Linked DNA regions of Sus scrofa: region 2 is linked to region 1. The links are chromatin contacts, called in public Hi-C maps. All regions are on one chromosome and are shown on one strand. The core of a region is the stretch at or near the end of the contact, and the rest is flanking DNA. Distances in the headings are between cores, read along the strand shown. Region 1 has its middle 88 kb from the start of RARB. Region 2 has its middle 19 kb from the start of RARB.

Region 1 (5,770 bases), core at 2,630-5,129:
TACATATGATTTAAAAATAAGTAGTAACAGCCTCAGGATAAATAGCACAGGTTTAATTCCAAAAATATTTGAGTACTTATTTCCTAATACCATGATAAATGCTTTTAGAATTCAGTGCACTTTGGTGATGAAATTTATTGTATTCATTTAGAATTTAGTTTAATGGCATCTTATCATTGGAATTTTCCTCAGTAGATTTTATGCCTCTTGCAGGAAAGAACCAGCTCTTAGACCTCTCTGTAACACCACGGCCTGCCCAGCTCTCTTGGGATGTTAAATGCTTATAAATATCCCAGCTTTGAAGGTGTGATGCTCTCACCAATTTAAGGTTCTCAGTGTTACTATCCAGGGGCTCTTGGCCTTCTTAATCAATTGAAATTGATAAGAGGCCGGACAAAATTCAGGCAAGGCTTTACCGGGGCCCCTGCTGCAGCAGGGGGGAGCAAAAACAAACAATGGGTTCCCTTGCTTCCTGGCTCACAGGGAGGAGCAAGCTGGTTCCTTTTATAGGGCAAGGGTGGGGATGGCTCCAGGGGGGGCAGAGGGATGGTTTAGGTGGTCCGCCCACCCCTTTGGTGGTGTTGTGATAGGGGATCTGCCTAGTACCCTGCTTTTCCTTTTGCTCTCCCTGCTCTTCAGAAGTAGCAGTTGCATTTTTAGGCTTTTTGTTATATTCTTGCCCATAATTTGTCCCAACGGTGCATGTATGCAGTTACTTTTAGTCCCTTGTGGTTTCTTTGTATTTTGTTGCTCCAGATATTTGTCCAGGTGCAAGGACTGCAGCCACTGCAGCAAAGGTCCCAGGTCCCAGGCCCCGGCCTGTTCACATTAGAATGAATCCTCAGCAATGACAGGCCTTTAGAGGAACATGGCCCCTCTCGTCCCCCAGAGCTCCTCTGAACTGTTCCTTAATGCCATCACCTGAATGTTTAAGGGGCTGGGCAGTACCCTGAGGATGGGGTTCCCAAGGAACAGCCCTTAGTACATCCTGTTCGGGATGAGAGGACATGACAGGGAGACCCAGAGTGCCTTCTGGTCCTCCTCTCGACTGGTGCCCTGCTCCATGAGGCTTAAAGGAGGAACGAGAAATGACCAGGGGGTAGATGAATCCAGGCAGAGTGTGTCCAGGTATTCAGCGACTATTTGCAAACCACCACGGATGCCAGGAGCAAACCCCTACCCTCAGGGAACCTGTGTTCCACTAGAGAAACTCCATCGGGTCCCAGGTGTTGGAACAGGTATCACTGTTAAATATATTTATTTATAGAGTGTGTGGGAAAAGGGTGCTTTGGGGCTATGGGCTAACTCAGAAAAGGCAGGAATTAGAAATGCACATTTTGTCCCTTTTTGGTATTTAGCTTTAGTTCTAGATAGGTCAGCCACTAAGCCACCATCCTGCCCCCTCCTAAACCCTCCAACAGGAAATGAAAATATTAGTGCACGTTTACTGTAGAATCACCTGGGAAACCATTCCGTGTACCAACAATAATCATTTTATTTTTAGGAACATGGTTGTCTGATTCACTATCCTTATCACCACCATTGTAGCTATTTTAGGAAGCATTCAGTTCTTCAGAGAGAACTTAACAGCGTTGGTTTGAAAAGTCCCCTCCATCTGCTGGGAGGCTGAGACTTGGGGGCTTCAGCAAGGTGACATTAGCCTCATTCCTACACTTGCAGCCTTGTTCAGGCCACTCTGGACCCTCAGCATCTTGATGTGACTTGAACACACCAGGATCATTCCCACTCAAAGCTTTTGCTTTGATTGTCCTCTCTGCCTGGAATGGATTCTGTCAAATATTGACAGGGCTCTGCCTTCACTGACCACCCACCCACCACTTATCGTGCTTAATTTTTCTTTAGGGTACTTACTGCTTCTTGAAATTGTAAGACAAATATTTACTTGTTTACTTATGTATCTGGTTTTTTTCCCTAGAATATAACTTCCATGAGTATAGATTTCTTGTTTGCTCTCTTCCCATCCACATCCTGGAGCCTAAAAGAGTAGATAATGCAGAATGGATACTCAATAAATATTTGTCGAATGCATAAATGAATGAATTTAATTGAATTGAGTTTACCTAGAGATCCTCATTGAAGGCCCAAGAGAATTAGACCTAAAAATCCTAAGTTACTTCTACACATAGTTAACACTAAATCTTTCACTGACTCATCGGCTTTAGAAATGGCATCACCATTACTGAGCACCCAAACATACACACATGAGGAATTAAGCAAAGTACTAAAATATAAAAGTTTTCTTGCGTCCACGTGCTCCATTTTGGTTACATAGACAATATGACCTGTAATTTCCCCTGGGAGAACTAGAGATGTGGCAGCTTGAGGTCATGTTTACTAAGAGAATGCTCTGGTCTGAGGGCCCCTGGCTATTGTCACACTGTTTGTTTTCCGTGATTGGAATGTGTGGAGGTGGGCTAGTGTCTAAATTGAATGGGTGAAGAGAAACAGACATTCTCTTTGCCACCTTTGCAGAAAGGCGGCTGGGGAATAAAGGTACTGAATTACCTGCTGTCAATTATTGATGGCTCTGGCTGGAATCATTTACCCTCTCCAGTTACACTGACATGTGGCCAAAAGGCAGCTGTCAGCCTGCTTGGTTCTTCAGCAACCTCTTATGCATAGGAAAGTTCCCAGGAAAAGGCTGAAATCAGCCTTAGAAGCTTCTGTAGATTTCTGGCAAACTCAGGACAACTTCATCATTCATAAGTTGTTATTTGTGTGTCATTCATCTATTCACTCATTTAAGTTTATCCATGAAAGAAAGCGAGGCTGATAGCGGTTTGGTTATTAAAAGAGTGAAATACAGTTGACCATTCAACAATGCCAGAGGGCTTAGGGGCCCCGACCCAGTGCCACTGAAAATCCACATATAACTCATATCCAAGGTTCCACATCTGTGGATTAAACCATTTGCAAATCACATAGATTTTTTCTACTATTGAAAAAACCCTCGTGTAAGTGGACCCATGCTGTCCAAACCTGTGTTGTTCAAGGGTCCACTATCCTGAGCCCCCCCACCACTAAGAAGATCTCCTGGGTTGACCCACAAGAACTCCTCACCGACCCTTCCCCAAATCAGCACTCAACAGTTACTGACATAGCAGGGAGCCTCCTGGCACAGGTCAATTCTGAGTAGCAGTACCCACTACATTCCACCTGATGAATATTTAAATATCAGGCTTCCTGAGACTGTAGCAGCAACAAGACTTTCATTTGAAGGTTCTATGTCCTTTACTTCTTAACAATCCAAGGGTAGCTTAACAAGAGATGGAATTCACATCAAATGAAAATATTAAACCCTTTGGAGACATCCTATAGGAGAAACACTCCAGGGTCTCTTCCCACTGCCTTGCGCTACCAAAACAGGCCTCATACCCTTTGCCTAACCGGAGAGCATTTTCAAAGAAAGGGTGTTCTGGCTTTTTTTTTTTTTTTTTGGTCTTTTTTGCTTTTTGAGCCATACCCTCAGCCTATGGAAGTTCTCAGGCTAGGGGTCAAATTGGAGCTACAACTGCCAGCCTACACCACAGCCACAACAAGTGGGGATTGAGCCAAGTCTGCGAATTACACCACAGCTCCACGGCAACACTGGATTCGTAACCCACTGAGCAAGGCCAGAGATCAAACCCGAATCCTCATAAATACTAGTCGGATTCACTTTCACTGCACCACCCTGGGAACTCTCAAGGGTATTCTAGCTTTAACATCCACAACTGAGCAAGGATCTCCTCGCTCCTATACGGCCTGTCTCCTGGGCTGGGATGCATGATTGCATCGTATTTCATCCCAGGCTCCCTGCACGGCACTTCCAGAGAAGGACTGAGGACAGGGTCCAGTTAATAAGATAGCCTGCAATGCCTGGCAACCTGTTCATTTTCTGGAAAAGAACTTTGTCCTCGGCAGTTCCCACAGAACACTGCTTGAATCTCACCTAACTCTGGCCACCGTCTCTGTGCTGTGATTTAGACAGTTTCTCAGAAATAAACTATTGAAAGGTGGAGACGACCATGAGCTTAAGACCTGCGGAGGTCCTGAGTGGGTGGAAAGGCCCTGTAAGGGCACGTGAAAAAGAAGACCTTCAGCCCACTAACCTTCGGAAACAGATGCCTAAAGTGAGAGGGGACGCTCAGGACAAAGGTCACTGACCCGAAATGCAGACTAGCTGCCACTGTCCTTCCTGTGATAGGGCCCCCCTCCTCCATCTCCATGCCAGGCTGATTCCACATGCTTCCGAGGGCCATTGGAAGGGAAGGGAGATTTGCAGCCCTTCTATGTTCACCTCATTGCCCTGGTCTAGGGAATTTTTCCCTGTAGGGGCTCCCCTGGTGAGAGGCTTTCACCTCCATGGGATAATAGATTAATCTCTCAATTACCTGAGTTCTAGATTCAACCACCCGTCCATTCTGAGCCATGATTCCTATAAAATTTAAAATCTGCTTTCAGGAGTTCCCGTCATGGCTCAGCAGTTAACGAAGCTGACTAGCATCCATGAAGATGCAGATTCGATCCCTGGCCTTGCTCAGTGGGTTAAGGATCCGGCGTTGCCATGAGTTTGTGGTATAGGTTGCAGATGCGGCTCAGATCCTGCATTGCTGTGGCTGTGGCCTAGGCCGGCAGTTGCAGCTCTGATTGGACCCCTAGCCTGGGAATCTCCATATGCCACTGGTGAGGCCTTAGAAAGAAAAAAATAAAATAAAATAAAATCTATTTGTAATACATGAGGAAGGAGTCACCACCATCAAGCTCCCTTTCATAGAAAAAAAAATAGAAATGTATATTGTTATTGGTTCTTGTACCTCTGGTTTTATTTTCTAAGAACCCTGGATATGTGAATCACTGTGTCGTTCTGACCAAAAAAAAAAAAAAAAACAAAAAGACTTAGAAAACACAGCAGTACTTTCTTTTTTCACTCAAAGGATATGGCTCCACAAAGTATGAAAGAAATATTTTGCCTCCCTTCAGTTTTGCTCTCCTTGGCCATTGACTTGGACAGACAGGTGATAGGCCAGAAAGATTTAAGAGGGAAGCTCTGTCTTGGGAAGAAGAACATAGGTCAAAAGCCCAGCAGAGAATCTGAAGAAAGATCTTACTTTGGGGAAGCCATCGCCCGAGCCCAAAGCAAGTGAAAACCAAGTGTGGATTGATTGGGCAAATAATTAGGAAGAATCAAGGCTCGTGGAATTGCTATTCTAGTGGCGGGTTATCAGAGTAAGTGCAGAGTCATTGTCATTAATCATTGACTATCAGAATTACCATCAGGAAGTCTTCTGCTAATATTCCCCTTCCCACCATGAGTGCTGAGTCATGGACTAAATGGGCATTGCCTTGCTTCTCCATCTGTTTTCATTTGAAGGAACACACAAACAGCAGGAAATAATCAGTGCACACAGAAGGGTTCCCGCTAGCACTCAGTTAGTACCGCCCCCGGGGTGAGCAGGAGATGGGGTTCCTGGACAGCACAGCTCTTTCCTTATTCTCATTCCCACTGTAGCATCTAAGACAGGGCCCATGCATGGACAGGTCAGAAGAAGGGGAGCAGGACATAGGGTACATGCAGTCTGGACATGTAGGTGGATGTGCACAGTGTCCTCTAGGGTGCCTTCGACCTGCAGAAAAGTGAAACAACACCGTCTATGCTTCCAGACTTCATGGCACCCTGCAGTTGGTGAAACGGTGAGTAGGAAAAGGTTATAGGACACACTGTTTAGCCAGGGTGCAAACCAGAGAGGATTTAGCCCCTATTTGGCAA
Region 2 (6,248 bases), core at 2,093-4,592, 68 kb after region 1:
GGGTCCATTCATGTTGCTGCAAATGGCATTATTTCATTTTTTTATGGCCAAGTATTATTCCATTGTATATATGTACGACATCTTCTTTATTCACTCATCTGTCAATGACTCTTAGCTTGCTCCATAGCTAGCTTTTGCACAGCAAAGGAAACCATAAACAAAATCAAAAGCCAACCTAGGCGTTCCCGTCGTGGCGCAGTGGTTAATGAATCCGACTAGGAACCATGAGGTTGCGGGTTCGGTCCCTGCCCTTGCTCAGTGGGTTAACGATCCAGCATTGCAGTGAGCTGTGGTGTAGGTTGCAGACGCGGCTCGGATCCCGCGTTGCTGTGGCTCTGGCGTAGGCCGGTGGCTACAGCTCTGATTAGACCCCTAGCCTGGGAACCTTCATGTGCCATAGGAGCGGCCCAAGAAATAGCAAAAAGACAAAAAAAAAAAAGCCAACTAATGGAATGGGAGGAAAATATTTGCAAACGATGTGGCCAATAAGAGATTAATTTCCAAAATATACAAACACCTTATACAGCTCAATATCACAAAACCAAAGAACACAATAAAAAAATGAACAAAACATCTAAATAAGCATTTCTCCAAAGACAGACAGGTGGCCAAAAAGCACAAGAAAAGATGCTCTAACATCACTAATTATTAGAGAAACTGCAAACCAAAACTGCACTAGTCAGAATGGCCATCATTAAAATTCTACAAACAATAAATGCTGGAGAAGGTATGGAGAAAAAGGAACGTGCCTGTACTGTTGGTAGGAGTGTAAATTGGTATAGCCGCTATGGATAACAGTCTGGAGTTTCCCTATAAAATTAAAAATTGAGTTGCCATATGATCCAGAAATCCCACTCCTGGGCGTATATCCAGACAAAACTAGATAGAATTCAAGAAGATACACCTCAGAGTTTCCATTGTGTCTCAGCATTTAACAAACCCAACTAGGATCCATGAGGACACAGGTTCAATCCCTGGCCTCACTCACCCTGGGTTAAGGATCCAGCGTTGCCCTGAGCTGTGGTGTAGGTCACAGATGTGGCTCAGGTCCTGAGTTGCTGTGGCTGTGGTGTAGGCAGGCAGCTATAGCTCCGATCTGACCCCAAGCCTGGGAACCTCCATATGTCACAGGTGTGGCCCTAAAAAGACAAAAGGACGAAAAAGAAAAGAAAAAGATACACCTCCGTGTTCATTGAAGCCTATTTACTCACTGGCATTTGAGACATGTTGACTGAAACTGAGTTTCCTCTTCCGTAATATGAGAATAACAACATTTGAATGTTGCTGGAGAAACAGTTTATAATATGTACAAGGTGCCTACTTGACTACAGTACATTTTCAGTTAAAGGTATAATAATCATTACCATCCCTGACTCTACTCTGAATTTCCTCTTTCTGTACCTCTGAGCACTGTTCTACCAGCTGGCTGTGACCTCGCCCCTTTTCATGCCCATCTTAGTTCCATTCTTCAAGGTCCATCTTTTTTTATATCTGTACATGCTCACACACACACACACGCCTGCAGAAAACTGTCAGCCCCATTCATTTCCTTTCACCCTCCCCTCTGCACAAACCAAAGGCTGCTTACATAACACCTGCAGCTCTCTGCCCAAAGGCATTTTTCCTGACCGTAAGAGCATCTTGGCTCTCAGGCCATGCAAAATGGAAGTGTCTGAAGATTAAACAACTCTCAGAAAGGGCCCCTGGGAAGTTGGTGCATGAATCCTCCAGCCTTCTTGCTCTTTGGGGAGGATGGCTCTCAAGTGTGTTCTACACTTTCCCCCAAGACCCCTAGCAGGACTGAACTCCAGCTGCCCACGGGACAACTTCGAAGTGACACAGCCTGTACCTGTATCACCTCCCTCACTGCCCACCACTGCTTCCTGAGATGCCCCATAGAAACTACATGCACTCAAAACCTTCTCTTGGTGTCTGTTTGTGAAGAACCCAATCTAAGACACAAACCTAACCTGTCATCTTTCATCAACCACACAGGATGCGCTCAGCTGCTCGCTTCTTGACTCCTCAGTAACACCTGACTTAATGGGTGGTAAACAGTCAGTGCTCACTGCACACAGTTGCCATAGGACACTGGAGGTATGGTTCATGCAGTATCTCCAGTGCTACCCATTCTTTTTCCCTCAAAGAATCGTTAAGGGATGATCTGCCTGGCCCCAGGCAGCAAGCAAAGCAAGCAATAACAGCAAATGCCACTGTGGCATATAAAACGATAGATAACAACAGCAGTAACAGCTCTGCTATTGAATACCTAGGTGGGAGAGCACCAGTGCAGCAGGTCCTTTGTGATTCTGTCTGACAATCTGGGCCCCTTGCCAAAGTAGCCTTAGCCCCCCAACATGAGCTCTCTGTCCTTTGCTCCTTGATACCAAGAAGAAAATGTGTAGCTCATGAATTTCTTCTCCTGTAGCTCATGAATTGCTTCTCCTGATACAACAACAACAAAAAAAAATTCTTTCACCTTTATTTTCTTGTTGTTTCCTCAAGAGACCATGCAACTGACTTTGCTTTTGTCATTAAGCATCTGCTCGGTATGGTTCCACGAACCCTCTCTCCCCTCATCAGATCGCGCGCCATATGCCATTTTCTGCAGGGCTTGCACATTTTCTTGGTTGACAGTCACCATAAACTTTTGCATGTCTGGAACACATTCATCATCAACTCAAGACTTTATTCAAAGTTGTGTTAACTCTTCTGTGAACAACTTGACTATTCAGGATTCATGGGGAATGTGAAATCCTAGAATGACAGTGGTCATTAGCATTAATTGAGGGACTCTGCTTGAAATTTCTGAAGATTTGAAAGCGCTAAAGAGGGGTGCAGCATTTAAATTGAACAAAACTTAGCTTCATTTATTCCAAAGGCCTCTGGTGGTGTCCCCTCTAATAGTACGCAACATTTAATGCCACAAAGAGAACCCAGGGTCCGTCACATCCAATCTCCAGAAATTTCACTCTTACTAACTCCATGGGTACCGAAGGTACTTTAATGCCTTTTATACAGTGAGGCCTTGCTTTCACATCGGGAACTGTTCCAGTGTTCTTTATTGGGAAGTTGCACCAACAGTGAAAACGTGGCTAACTTTGGTCCTGGACAAATTCTAAATCAGATATGCATGGATTTACATCAGACAGTCTCTCAGTGCTACAGATCTTGATCCTTTTTTCATATTTGAGCACCATTTACACAAATCCAGTTCTTGTTTTCATCCATTCTCTTTGCTGATAATTCATCCACCAGTCCTCTTGTTGAGACTTTGTACTCTGACCAAACATGCTGTGTGGATCTCCCAGTCCTGAATTTGGTAACAGAACAACTGACTGTGGGTCACCCTATGACTCAAGCAATTACAGGCTAAGCTGTGACCAAGCGGGCACAGCCTGACGCCCAGGGATTCCAACTGGCTGGATAATCCAGTGGTCCTTTCCCAGGTGCTGCCCTTAAAAAGTTTTATAAAGCTGTCTCTAGAGTTTTCTCTCAAACCAGTGGCAGAATACATACTGGCAACAAACTACCCTGTCCTCTGGTTCTCATGAACAAGGCAGTTCTTTTTATCCTGAAGTCTCAGCTGACATCAGCTGACTGTATAGAGAATTCTTTCATGCATATCTGTCTTCCTTCCCTTTGACTCTGAGCCTTGTGGTATCTATGTTACGCAAAGTAAGCCATGACTTGTTTCATTTATTTATTCTTTGCTTAATTTACTTGATGGTCCCCTAAGCCCTAATAGAGAAAACCTAGGGGGAAAAAATGGGCTGGTGTCTGAGCTGAAATTCGATAGCCTAAGGGTCCTCGGATCCCCTTACTTAGGTCAATTTACAGGAGCTAATATTAGATATCTCTCTCCAACTCTGGGTCCAGTGATGTCATGTTAGGTGATTCTTGAACTTGGCCATGGTCAGAGTATTTACTCCATGGAAATCAGCAAATACTGTGAATCAGAGCTTCTCCCCCACAGAGAGCCAGTTGTTAAATATTTACCAGCACACCACTGGGCAAAGGTCAGCTTATATTTGGCATAAAAATTTAAGATCTTACAAAAGCATTTGAGAAATTTTCTGAGGAATTGGAGTTTTTTTCTGTAAATTAGTGGATTCCAGCCCCTTGGGACTTGGTATCTCCACTATCTACTAAATACTTTATAAAACATCCTATTTGGTTCTGAAATGAAATTCATAGATTAACATAATCTACCTGCATGAAACATTAAAAAAAGAAATCATCATAATCTCCCAATGATAATGTAAAGGAAAAGTGAAATGAAAGGTATTTATAATAGGAGAACTTATGTTTTAGTATGAAAATTTGGGACATGTCTCTGCTAGAAAACAAGATAAGGTAGCCTAACGTTCATATCTTTATAGAGAACCACAAAGAAAGCAGCAGCTATGATGCAAACTGAGAGGTGAGGTTTTGGCAAATCAACGTGATTTTTCTGAAAGAATGAACAATTCTTAATAAAGTTCTGCACAATATGAAACAAGCTCCTCTAGAGTTCCCTGGTAGCCTAGCAACTAAGGATGTGGCATTGTCAGTGCTGTGGCTCAGGCTGCTGCTGTGGCACTGTTTCAGTCCCTGGCCCAGGAACTTCTGCATGCCATGGACACAGCCAAAAAAATAAAATAAAATGGTCTTTCCTCGATCCACAAGGGAATTGATTCTTAGAAGATCCAGGGCCTATTAAAACCAAGCAAAAAATAGTTTGTGTGTTTGGACAAGAAGAAATTTGTTTCTAGGTCCAGGTTACTTACCTTCATGGATTACCTACCTTCTAAGGTCACGTGCAACACGGGTAGTTCTCCACTGTACAAAACAGCTGACATTTCTAGCATCACCCACTAAATTCCAGGAGTGCCCTCAGTCAAAGAGGCAACCAAAATATCTCCTAGAGACTCAAAAAACAGCCTAGGAGAGTACTGTCCCTAGTTGAGATCCAGTACTCTATACCAAGGTCAAGGAAATGTCCTTCAGGGCCTGGCCCATACTCTTTCGTCTTGATGGGTTGGTACCAAAACGGAGAATTTATTGGCTGAAAGGACAGTGACCCCTGGGCATCCAGAGAGGAGGTCCCAAGCTACCCAGAACCTCAGCAAGCCCAGAAGATGCGGGGACCACTGGAAGAGACACAGGGGCTCCGAGGAAGAGGGAGGGAGCTGGAAAAATGCTTCCAGCTGGAGAAGTGCCACAGGAAGCTAGGAACTGAGGGCTGGGCGAAGACAGGAGAGAGGCAGCTGACTTTGGGGAAATGGCCAAATGCAAGTGGAATCACCAGTCCTGCTTTCAAAAATTGTCTTTCATCTAGGACTTGTAAGTGGCACGAAGGATAGTGATCACAGGCTGGGCAGCCCCTGGAAATGAGTCTGTAAATTATCTAATCACTCTTGGCTTCTATTATTACACTGTGGTCAAGGTGCTTCTTGGTGGGGAATTGACAGCAATCAATTATCTAAAGGAAAATGGATCTTTATTTTCTCTTTTGTCCTCTGTCCCTTCTTCCCTTCTTTCTCCTAAGTTTAATTTCTTGGGTGTTTATTTAAAAGATAAAAATGATATCCTATTATATTGAGGGCTTGTTGTTTCTTCATTAGGTGTTGCTATTAAATAAGAGACCCAGTTATGTACATGCTGACATGAGGTTTCAGCAAATGCTCTTTGTACTTTAGAGTTAAATATTCAAAGCTGGTTCTGTAGTGACCCCTGCCCCAGTCTCCCTGCCTCCCTCCCCCCCACCCGCCCCCTGCCGTGTTTGACGTGGTTGTGGTGAGGCCTCCTCACCTTCTCAAGATTGTTGACTGGAATAGTTGTTCTCAAACCTTTCAATCCAAGGATCAATTGAGAGAAATTTAAAAAAAAAAAAAACTGTCAGTCCTATGTCTCATCTATATTTTTTAAGTAAACACTTTTTTTGAAACATAGAAACGAGTGCACAAATCATAAGAATAGAGTTGGGAATTTTTTTTACAACTGACCATATACATTTTACTAGCAGCCAGATCCAAGAAACAGAACACTGGGAGTTCACATTGTGGCTCAGCCAGTTAAGGACCCAACATTTTTTCTCCATCCCTGGCCTTACTCAGTGGGTTAAGGATCCGGTGTTGCTGAAAGCTGTGGCATAGGCGGGAGGTACGGCTCAGATCCAGTGTTGCTGTGGGTGTGGCGCAGGCTGGCAGTTGCATCTGCAGCATATGGAAATTCCCAAGCTAGGGGAGCCACAGCTGCCAGTCTAC

The links. Hi-C and Micro-C count contacts between places; a contact is called where the count stands out from the background.
Region 2: a contact with region 1 is called in a Hi-C map of liver, with 2.6 times the contacts expected there. The contact joins two enhancer-like sites. A contact is called at or near these places in 1 of 5 promoter capture datasets (liver) and 4 of 47 Hi-C or Micro-C datasets (fetal liver and liver).

Annotation. Positions count from the first base shown.
Region 1 is chr13:12,245,817-12,251,586 of Sscrofa11.1, forward strand. No RefSeq gene overlaps it. Among named protein-coding and RNA genes, the nearest start is that of RARB, 88 kb to the right of the region's middle. Within about 2 kb of position 3,880, at least 5 of the 83 cell types and tissues checked have an H3K27ac peak or open chromatin away from gene starts, as enhancers often do. A contact at or near this core is called in fetal liver and liver, where this site is marked.
Region 2 is chr13:12,314,494-12,320,741 of Sscrofa11.1, forward strand. No RefSeq gene overlaps it. Among named protein-coding and RNA genes, the nearest start is that of RARB, 19 kb to the right of the region's middle. Within about 2 kb of position 3,343, at least 9 of the 83 cell types and tissues checked have an H3K27ac peak or open chromatin away from gene starts, as enhancers often do. A contact at or near this core is called in fetal liver and liver, where this site is marked.